Regions from separate parts of the Drosophila melanogaster genome. Here all the other regions are linked to region 3. A link is a contact called in public Hi-C and HiChIP or PLAC-seq data. All regions are on one chromosome and are shown on one strand. The core of a region is the stretch at or near the end of the contact, and the rest is flanking DNA. Distances in the headings are between cores, read along the strand shown. Region 1 holds the start of rho-6 (rhomboid-6). Region 2 holds the start of Phae2 (Phaedra 2). Region 3 holds the start of CG31759.

Region 1 (3,234 bases), core at 611-3,110, 74 kb after region 3:
TAGCCAACTTTCTTGCTTTCCTTCGGCCTTGCCGCATTTGTCAGTTTGCCGTTTATAGGGTGTATCTCCCACTTTTGTGGCACGTAGCCGTTGACTGTTAATGACTTCTGGCAACACAACCAGCAAAGGAAGTTTACGACAAGCACTGAGAAAAATGCGTGCAAGTTCAGTTGCTGTTTAAGTCAGAGAATTAAGAATTAAGATGGTGTAAGGCGAGAAAATGATAAAATATTTATATTGTTTATACACAACGTAGTAAAATGAAAATTGACATCATGTAATTAAGTTACATTTCACTAGCAAAATTTAACAAACCACTGCTATTTGTGTGTCCACGGTTGTGTGTTGTGCCAAGTGTGTGTTTCCTCGTTTATGTGTTTGCTTTATCTTAGTTCAACGTAGCGTCAAACTTAACTAGCCAAACAATTATTTCCAACGCTCTTGTGCATCCCCCCCTCTCTTTCGACATTTCTATTTCGCAATGCTGCCATCTCTTTCGCATCCGCCGAGAAGCCAAAAGTGCTCTTTATTGCTTGTTACATAAATATTTCATTAAAAGCCATTCATAACCAAGCATTCGGTGTTGACAGTCGCCTCCCACCATCAACGCCCACGCCCACGCCCACCACGTGTCCAACGTAGAAAGAGACGCCTGCTGCCAAACGAAAGAGAGAGAGAAATTTTCCTCTTGCACTTTCACTTGCAGTTGAATTTGCGAACGGTTTGGTAAAGAGGATTGAAAAACAAGATTTGTGGATTTTGTTTTTATACTAGGTAAAATTCAAAACACAATAACAATTACAATTACAACACACCCATTTCGTAGGTTTAATTTTTTCTTATTTTTTAAAACATTTCGGAACTATTAAATTTGTGTTTCAATTATAATATAGTCTTGTAATTGGAATCATGGCTTATTGTACATGCTTATGTATGCGATCGCAATATTTTCATTCTGATAATGTAAAACAGCTGTTGAAATCATCAAGATAAATCTTTAGGAGAAGAAAAACCGAAAAAAAACCGAGAATGAGAAGACTGCTACAAATTGTCTCTTTTTTGTTAAAGCATAAACTTTGAAATGAGTAAAAAAAAGCTCTCTCTGAAAGCTTAATCGCTACTGCCAAGAGAGCGAGTGCTTCTCACCACATTTCTGTGTTTGTGTTTGCTCCTCGGAATTGTTGCTGCAACCTGCGTGCAACATCGCCCGCACCAAAATGTCAAATGCCAAGGAAATGTTTTTAAAATAAGAGAAAATTCTATGTAGGAAATGGTGGTATTTAAATTATATTTCAGTTGTAATTGTTATTGTAAGTGTAAAATGTAAGAAATTAACATCACAATGACACAATGACTAATAATGTACAATAATTATTTATAATATTATCCTAAATGTAACAAAATGTAATCAATGAGATTACGCGCCAACAACACTAACTACCTACCTACCCTACCAACATGTGGTCGCTAAATGAAGCTCCACTGTCACTGCCGTATCCTGGTCCTGAACCTCGTCCTGCTGCACTGGTGACGTCCAATATTTTGTAGCGCCTCGCGGCACCAGCTATCTGTCATACAATTTATTCAAACTTATTCCCTGTAAATCGTTCTATAAAAAAGTTTCAAAACATATTATACATAATAACTACCAATTTCGTAATAAAGAAAATAATATCTTGAAGTGATCTCAAGATTTTTCTTAAAATAAGATGCAGTCGAGACAAAAACCGTAGGCCGCCTAAAAGCATGCTTCTGAAAGTCCCAAAATCACTGTATTAGCACAATGCTCGCAATGATGTTGTAGGCAACCGGCGTGATTCGATCGGATCGGAATGGATCGTGGGGCATTTGAAAGAACAATCACCCACTCGGCCTAGTCGCGCGTTCAACGTTCCGTGCATCGGTTGTCGCCGCCGACTTCGAATCGCATTATGTCTGCCCAAGTGGAGAGCAATGGTGCCAGTGAAAGTAATAACAATTGCGTCAAGGATGTCAGGCTCCTGCTGCTGCCGGAGAATTCCACGGATTCGGATGGCAATCCGGCGAGTGTCGCATTCAGTGCGGAATCGCACAAGAAATTCATTGATGACCTGACACGAACCATTGACGTGGGCCATGTGAGGAGGAAGCGATTGTGGCGGGTGCCCTGGTTTATTTTGCTGATGAGTTTTGTGCAGGTTCGATTTTATGCAGTTGCTCCACTTGTTCGATTCTCTATTATTTTGTGTTTTCCTTTTTTGTCTGCCCGTCAACGTGGCGTATGAGTGATTTTGTGATGCGTGTGTTCAATTCAGAAAATCATCTATATACGATGTGTATAGATGAAAAGCCCTCCGTCAGATAAGAAATTACGTAGGCTAATAAATTACCTGTGAATGTGTCAAAGGTGAAACTATATGTGATGACTACGGCGGTGCTTATCAATGTTAAATTAATTGAGTTATGAATTCCTTAATGTGAAACGAATTTTAAAATATTAATCACAAATATAAAAACAGAGTTTAAAGAATTTTATATTCAACAAAATATTATGAACTTTGAACTGATAAGCTCTTAATTTCTTACTCATGTTTAGCTAAAAAAAAAGCTAACATAAGTGATCTACAATGTGTTTGTTTATACTCCCGCATCTTAATAAGAATCTTTTTACTTGATTTGTTTTAAACAAAACATTTCGTTTGCTTTTGTTTTGTTTATCCGTGTATGGTGCCATTGTGTGAGTGCTTCGTAAATAATTGCTTTTCAATTCATATGAATTTTCATTCACTGGAAAATTTTTTCAATAGTTTACGTATGCGGATTTATTGCGGTTTTAACTAAGCGGAAAATAAGTGATATATTACACCAATCCATTCAATCAAAATGCACAACAAACAGACAAAATGAATGTGTTTTAAGAGGTTTTATTTAGACATCACTGATAAATTTGTCCTTTGATACAATTACTTTTCGATTTTTAGTTATTTAACGTGAATAAAAGTTGTGTTTGGGCAACATATTATAAGACAAATTAGCCATTTTAAGTTGGTCATTTGTTTTTTCTTCTATCAAGTGCTCAACCGCTTAATTGCCAATTGGCCCCTGGGAAATTGTCTTCGAAACAAAGTCCCACAAGTGTGGCCTATTTAATTTGAAACTCATTAATTAATACCTGACTGCATACCTTCATTACACACTCTGCACACTTAGTAATGCAGATCGGTGATTTGAAAGGTTTTATTGTTTGGCCCAACC
Region 2 (3,391 bases), core at 299-2,798, 97 kb after region 3:
TCCATTCAATTATGTACTGGTCGTGTCAATAAACTGATTGCGATCGTGTCCAGCAACTTACCGAGCAATTAGTTTCCCAATAAGAACATTCCGATCAATATGATTGATAAAAACAGCGATTGAAGAGGAGTGTCTGGGATGAAATGAAATCTGGACGTGCTGACACCAAAAGTGAGACGGATTCAAAAGCAAAACTCATTCCAAGTGCTAAGTTCCCTGGGGAGTATAGTGCTCAGAATAGTTGTGCAATAGAAAAATGGAAAGTTAATCCGGATATTTCTTGGTAAAGATAACATCTTGTTGACATTACCCTTTTTTGGTTTATATTCAGTTTTTTATAACAAAAGAAAAGATAAAGCTTATTTTTATATCTTTATTTTTGCTACTTCTTGGAAAGCTTTATCTAGTTAAAATTGGGTTCACATATAAGTTGGATATCTAAAACATTTATAGTCTTATCTGATTTACTTTGTTATAAAATATATATATACATTGGTTACCATCTTCTTAAACTAGCTCTATTTATTTATTAGATAAGATAATTCGACATATAACAAAATGTATATAAATGCTTTTAAGTTCTTTCAAAGATACATTACAATCAATTAATGCATGATTTTAAAGACTCTAAAAGTTGTCATTTATAATAAGCACGTGATACTGCAATCTCATAAGTATTTCTTTATTCAGATACTATCTTATACTCCAGAATTCATTTCTTTTGGTTGGCTGCTATCCATGTTATGAACGAGGAGACCTGGACATACACCGACGGAGAGTTGGGCTGACCACATGGAAGTTTTCCCCAAGACACGATGCCGATTAGAACGTTTCCCTGGACCAGCGGACCACCGGAGTCCGAGGTGCAAAAGCTGGTGCCGCCGGTGAGAGGACCTGTGCACAGGTTCGTGGTGTGCACATCCTGACCCTTAGAGCCAAGTGCCGCAGCGCAGGAGTCGAGGCTTATGATGGGTATGTTCTTCGCCTCCTGGAGGGTTTTCGGATATGAGGGGCTATTCGTTTTGCTAGTACTGCCCCAGCCAAAGAGGTCAGCCTTTCCAGTTGGCCTCACGCCGGACGATGGCAGCTTCACCGGAGCCACTGCAGCGGTCCAAGTGAAGGCGGTGGGCGTGTAAATCAATCCGATGTCATAGGGCACAGTTCCGCCGGTATAAAGATCATTGATCACATAGTGGGTGATTTGCCTCTTCTGTGTTGTGCTCGCTGTTCCGGCCACCGCAATGCTTCCAGCCACCAGGGTGCTTCCAAGTACTTGATTCCTATTGGCCAGGCAGTGAGCAGCCGTTACCAGCCAGTTGGAATTAATGATGTTAGCGGCGCAATAGTGAGTTCCTCCGTACTGCATGGACACTATATACGGAGCACTATTGGCCGCCGCCGCTTTTCCACCCACAACGCGTCCTTCGGGTTGGTCCAAGGCTAATCCAGATCCTTGGGAAACGCACACCGCCAGCAGGAGGATAGTGGCCAGGTGGCGATGGCGCCACATGGTTTGTTGTCCATTCGCAATCATGGTTTTCACAGAACTGTTTACATTGGCACTATCGACGGCTTTTTAAATTAATTCGTGATAAAAAATTTCATGCGAGCCAACCGAGAATATGATAAGAACTTTCAATCAGAGCCCTTGTCTTTCAGATAAGAGCCTATTATAACTTAAGATTATACGATTTTATATATATATATTTCTCTCTTGTTATGATAGACTCAGTCAACAATGAGAATAGATGCAAAAGGGTGTTGAGGGCAATATCTCAAGTTTGTCATTCTGTATTTTCGAGGGGATCCCCGTCCATTGATAAGGAAAATATTATAAATATAATATCTATAAGACCATTGTTAAAAAGGTTAGTTCTGGTAAGAAATGTTTAGATTTTGAAACCATAGTCTCAACATTATTTACTTAACTCACATATTTCACAATGATTCGGTTCGTTATTCTGTTATTGTGCAATGTAAGAAATTGTTATTTACAGCCCGAAAATATGTGAAGCATATAAATCTGTTCGTTGGTTGCTCACCGTGTTCCTCTCTCTTTACGAGATAAGATAAACTTTAAAAAACAGCTCGTTGTTTGATATAGTAGCTGTGATGCGAAGGAAAGTCCCACATTTAAGTGACCGCCACTAGGGACACACATTTGATTGCTTTTATTGAAAAAATAGGGAAAAACTCGACTATTTAGGACACCTGCTGGTTAGCCGATATCCACGATATAAACGACGAGACCTGCACGTAAACCGACGGTGAGTTGGCCTGACCACAAGGTAACTTGCCCCAGGACACGATGCCAATAAGGACATTGCCCTGGACCAGTGGTCCGCCCGAATCCGAGGTGCAAATGCTAACGCCGCCAGTTAGAGGACCAGTGCACAGATTGGTCGAGTGGACATCGCTGCCCTTGGTGCCCAGGGCGCTTTCGCAGGAGCTCAGCGAAATGATAGGCACATTGGTGGCCACCTGCAGGGTCGACGGATAGGAGGCGGTATTCGTGGTGCTAGTGCTGCCCCATCCGTACAGATTGGCGGTGCCAGTGGGCACCACTCCCGAGGATGGTAGCGTCACTGGGGCAACGGCGGCGCTCCAAACGAAGGCGGTGGGCGTGTAGATCATTCCGATGTCATAGGGCACAGTTCCGCCGGTGTACAAGTCATTGATCACGAAGTACGTGATGCTCCGCGTCTGCGTAGTGCTTGCAGTTCCGTCCACCGCGATGCTTCCGGCCACCAAGGTGCTGCCCAGCACCTGGTTACTATTGGTCAGGCAGTGGGCAGCGGTGACTAGCCAGTTGGCATTCAGAATGCTGGCGGCACAGTAATGGGTGCCACCGTACTGCATGGACACCGCATAGGGAGCACTATTCACCGCTGCCGGAGATCCACCCACGACACGCCCCTCGGGTGCGCCGATAGCCACTCCGGATATTCGGCATATGCCCAGTAGGAGAAGAAGCCCACTGGCCAACGACTTTGTTTGCTGTCCGTTCGCTAACATAGTTTTCGCGGAACTGTTTACATCGACCTTTATCGCGGCACGTTTAAATTAATTCGCCATTCCAAAATTTTGCCAGCGCCAGCAGATAAGGCTTTCAATTAAGGACCGTGTGTTCTTCAGATAACCACTTATTATAATTTGAGATTAAGCGACGCCCGAACAGTGACTCTTTGACAGAAGTACGTCAAGTTCCACCGATAGGATGGGCAAATACCTACGCTCGTTTATCTAAAAACAAGCAAATCACTTTAGAGAGCTTTATATTTGAAAATCGCGTTATCACCTGTTAGTATTTCTTACACTTAGTATTCACTTTTTAATATGAAATAAAAAGTTAAGCAATTACCTTGTACTTCATCAGTATTTAAACATTTTA
Region 3 (3,393 bases), core at 532-3,031:
TGCTCTACGAATAGCATGGAAAATCCCATTTGCAGCAGGCGAATGTGATCTGCATCCGGATGGAAATATAAATGCGTGTTGGCCACCAGAACGTAGTTATCGGTACCCTTTATTCTAAGCAAACAAGTTTGCAGAGTGGTGGACCGTTCACAGATTCGTTCTGCTAATTGTGCGTTAACTTTGATCTTATTCCAAAGGCTTTCAAATACGGGCAGTGCGGGAATATTGGACCCCAAATGCAGGATTTGAGAATCCAAGAGATCGAAGCGCGAGTTCCGAAAGAAAATTGCCACTCCCTCAGCGCATTTGCCTTTCGGGGCCATTATGCCGTGATAGTTATACGGCGGTTGTTCTAGAATTTCCTTTAAATCAAAATCAAATATTCGCTGATCGACTTCTTGTAGACAGAGAATATCGGAGTTATAACCGATGATCTCGTTGATGAACAGTGGCTTCCTATAGTCTATTTGCAGATACTTTGCCGGGCAATAGGAGAACAGAGTGCTACCGGCATAGTCACTACTGGCATATAAATCGGCCAACAAATTGTAAGACACCACACGAATTTCATTCGATTCGCTCAAAGAATTCGTGGTGTGCCTTTGGCGATCTTGGAATGGACAACGCCCGGGAGATTCCTGCACTGCAGAGTTGGTTATCTTCTCCACCACAGGACCCGTCATTCCCAGTGCATTACCCGGCGTCACCACGAACTTCAAATGGTAACCAATATCCTCAGGAGTCACTAGATATTGAAATCCTTCTCCGCACACCTCCCAATCGGTGTCTGTGGGCTTTTTGGCCTTGAACCAAACTGCTTTGCTGAACTGACGTTCTCCGAATTGTATCTGAACATTGGTGGGGTATATTACAAATCCTGCCAATATGCATGAGGGCAAAAATTTTAGGGATGAAATCCACGGTGGATTGAACACCAAATCGTAGACCGTATCTAATACCTGCAGTTTTACATTGCTGATATCTTGGGTGACGACTAGATCCTCAAATGTTAATTCATTGAATTTTTCACCATATTTGTCACTCAGAAGTTTAACATTGATTTCTGCCGGCGGTTTGATTTTTGATTTTTTGCAGGACTTTGCAAGCCTGCCAATAATATTACTCTGAATCCTGGCCAATATCGCATCAATGGGCTCATTCATCTGGCGACGGAAATTGAATTCCCGGTTTATTTTCAAATTCTCATTCACAAAGCGAAACACAATGTCCAATTCTTTGGTATCACTTGCATTTCTCAAATAAACCTTCTCCATTTTACCAGCCAAGGAAGTGCCACAAAATCTGGACAATAGCGAAACTCTAGTTGGAGTTTTATTTCCGAATAATTTATCAGAATTGCGAACTATGTTTTTAAACAAAAAAAACCCCATCAATGTTGCAAATGTTGGAGCGAAGATCGGCGTTGAAGAAGAGAACTTCTCTTAGTTGACTTGTTTTTCGCCGTTTTATCTGGGAAAATTTTGGGTTAGACAACTTTACTTGGTGCACCGATGTCGTAACAACTCACTTGTCCAGATTTAGTTGCAAAATTAATCACATTTAAGTTGTTTTACACCTATTTACAATCGGCAAACAGTCGTGTTGCACGAAAACACCGCAGAAATTAGGCGAAACTGCGCCGATTTCGATAAAAACGAAGAGAGATTTTTACTTTTTCGCTCTGCCACGCCGCGCGATCAGCTGTTGTTTTTGGCATTCACAACGAAACCAACCACATGCTCGGCATTGAGAAACAGCTGATCTTGAGAGAGCTTCTGCCATTAGCAACGTTGAAGCTTTGACGCAAAAGCTTTTAATAAAAGCTTTATTTAATTTCAAATCTTGAAAGCAAAAAGATTTCACTTAAATATTACTTTTTTTCATAAAATTATAAAGCTGATAAATATATGAAGAGTTGCTATGATCTGAAATTGAACATATCGAAGAATAGAAGATTTTTTCTATGAAATAGAAAAAAAATTTCTATATAGGAAACGTTTATTCCTTTTTTGTGGTCATTAGGAGGAACATTATTATTCGCAAAATATACACCCGAACAAAACTATAAAACCTCCTATTTCACTTCAGTTGAAAACTATTTTCACGGCAAACGTCGTAAACATTAAGCTAAGTGTTACGATCCAAATGAGACATCTTGCCCCAACGAAGGAAACTCAACTTTCGGCCAAGTTAAGAAAGGACAACTGAGACGACGGCCATAAAAATTCGAAACAGAAGCCAGATCATATGTGTAGAGCGTATTTGGCAAAGGGGTGGACCAAAGGTATGGAGCACACAAGTGCATAAAACGCCGAAACAAGCCAAGAGATGACTTGGCCAGGCCAAAAAGGAATTGGCTTGGCCCCGAAACAGAGTCAACAACTGTGCGCCACACAAGAGTTTGCCAAAAAGATTGCACTACGAAGGAGCAAATGAAAAAATAAAAATCAAAAACAAGAGAAAAATCGCATAGAACTCTATAAAGGACACAGAGGACCAAAAAGGACAACAACCTGACTGGCAGGGCAAACGAAACCAGTTGAAGAAATGTTGCTGACACCAAAAACGAAACTGCAGGAAGACGCCGATGATGAGGATGAGCCAGGGAATGAGGCTAAGCCCGAGGATGCAGAGAGCATCCTTGGGCCCGAGATGTGGAGCAGAGGCGGTAAGGACAACAACGAAATTAGTTAGCACTTGAGAGAAAGCAGCTTTGGCTCAGTTCCAGGACTCGTTGCTGGCTTACAACACCTGCGGGAAAAAGAAGAGGACTTTTAGCTGCTCCTTCTGTTCCCTACTCCTTTCCTATTGACCCGAACCAGAGATGGCCAAAAAGCTTCGATTAGACACAGTGGATGGAACAAGGACTAGAAACTAACTATAAGTCATTTAAGAGTTTTACATATTGAACATTTTTTAAGCAATATTATATACACTTTTCAAAAATTTACCAGCATTTATATTGAAATTAAGTATAGATGATTATATTCGATAGTATATTTCTGAGATATAAAGATTAAAATCCACCAAAAATCAGCAAAATAGTTAGCTCATCTTCGACAGAAGTGGTGAAAAGCAAGTTCTTGGAGGCAGGCGGCAGCAATTAAATAGCTTCGAGCACTCCGAACTCAATTGCAGCAATTTCAATAACCGTCGAGGACACTCAAAGGACGGCAAGGTCCTTGCGATAATCTGTCATGCAGCGTGGAAGCCCAAGCACCGTGTCGCACACACCCACTCACACACACACAGCACACAGGACGAGTTCACAGCACACCAACCCACTTTCCATTCACACTCAAGGACAACTAGAATATCCGCTTTTGGTCTGAACACTTGAAGAACTTTCTTGCACTCACCTATTTCACTTGCTGCGGGAATTTGCTATATTTC

The links. Hi-C and Micro-C count contacts between places; a contact is called where the count stands out from the background. HiChIP or PLAC-seq counts read pairs in DNA pulled down with a chosen protein or histone mark.
Region 1: a Hi-C map of the Kc167 cell line shows a contact between it and region 3, with 8 times the contacts expected there. The contact joins the promoter of rho-6 here to the promoter of CG31759 in region 3. A contact is called at or near these places in 25 of 107 Hi-C or Micro-C datasets (the Clone 8 cell line, the Kc167 cell line, the ML-DmBG3-c2 cell line and 7 more) and 2 of 6 datasets of contacts at active chromatin or transcription factors (both in the Kc167 cell line).
Region 2: a contact with region 3 is called in an H3K27ac HiChIP or PLAC-seq map of the Kc167 cell line, with 4 times the contacts expected there. The contact joins the promoter of Phae2 here to the promoter of CG31759 in region 3. A contact is called at or near these places in 4 of 107 Hi-C or Micro-C datasets (the Clone 8 cell line, the Kc167 cell line, the S2 cell line and 1 more) and 1 of 6 datasets of contacts at active chromatin or transcription factors (the Kc167 cell line).

The regions. Positions count from the first base shown.
Region 1 is chr2L:12,132,037-12,135,270 of dm6, reverse strand. rho-6 (rhomboid-6) reads left to right here and starts at 1,860. Exons shown (of 4, transcript NM_176024.3): 1 at 1,860-2,177. The coding sequence starts at 1,932.
Region 2 is chr2L:12,109,267-12,112,657 of dm6, reverse strand. It overlaps Phae2 (Phaedra 2), which reads right to left and starts at 1,548. Exons shown (of 1, transcript NM_001298942.1): 1 at 402-1,548. The coding sequence starts at 1,510. The coding sequence ends at 713. Phae1 (Phaedra 1) reads right to left here and starts at 3,241. Exons shown (of 1, transcript NM_001298941.1): 1 at 1,994-3,241. The coding sequence starts at 3,015. The coding sequence ends at 2,203.
Region 3 is chr2L:12,206,097-12,209,489 of dm6, reverse strand. CG31759 reads right to left here and starts at 1,781. Exons shown (of 2, transcript NM_165001.3): 1 at 1,529-1,781; 2 at 1-1,470. The coding sequence starts at 1,274. The region is part of intron 1 of bru1 (bruno 1); the gene reads right to left.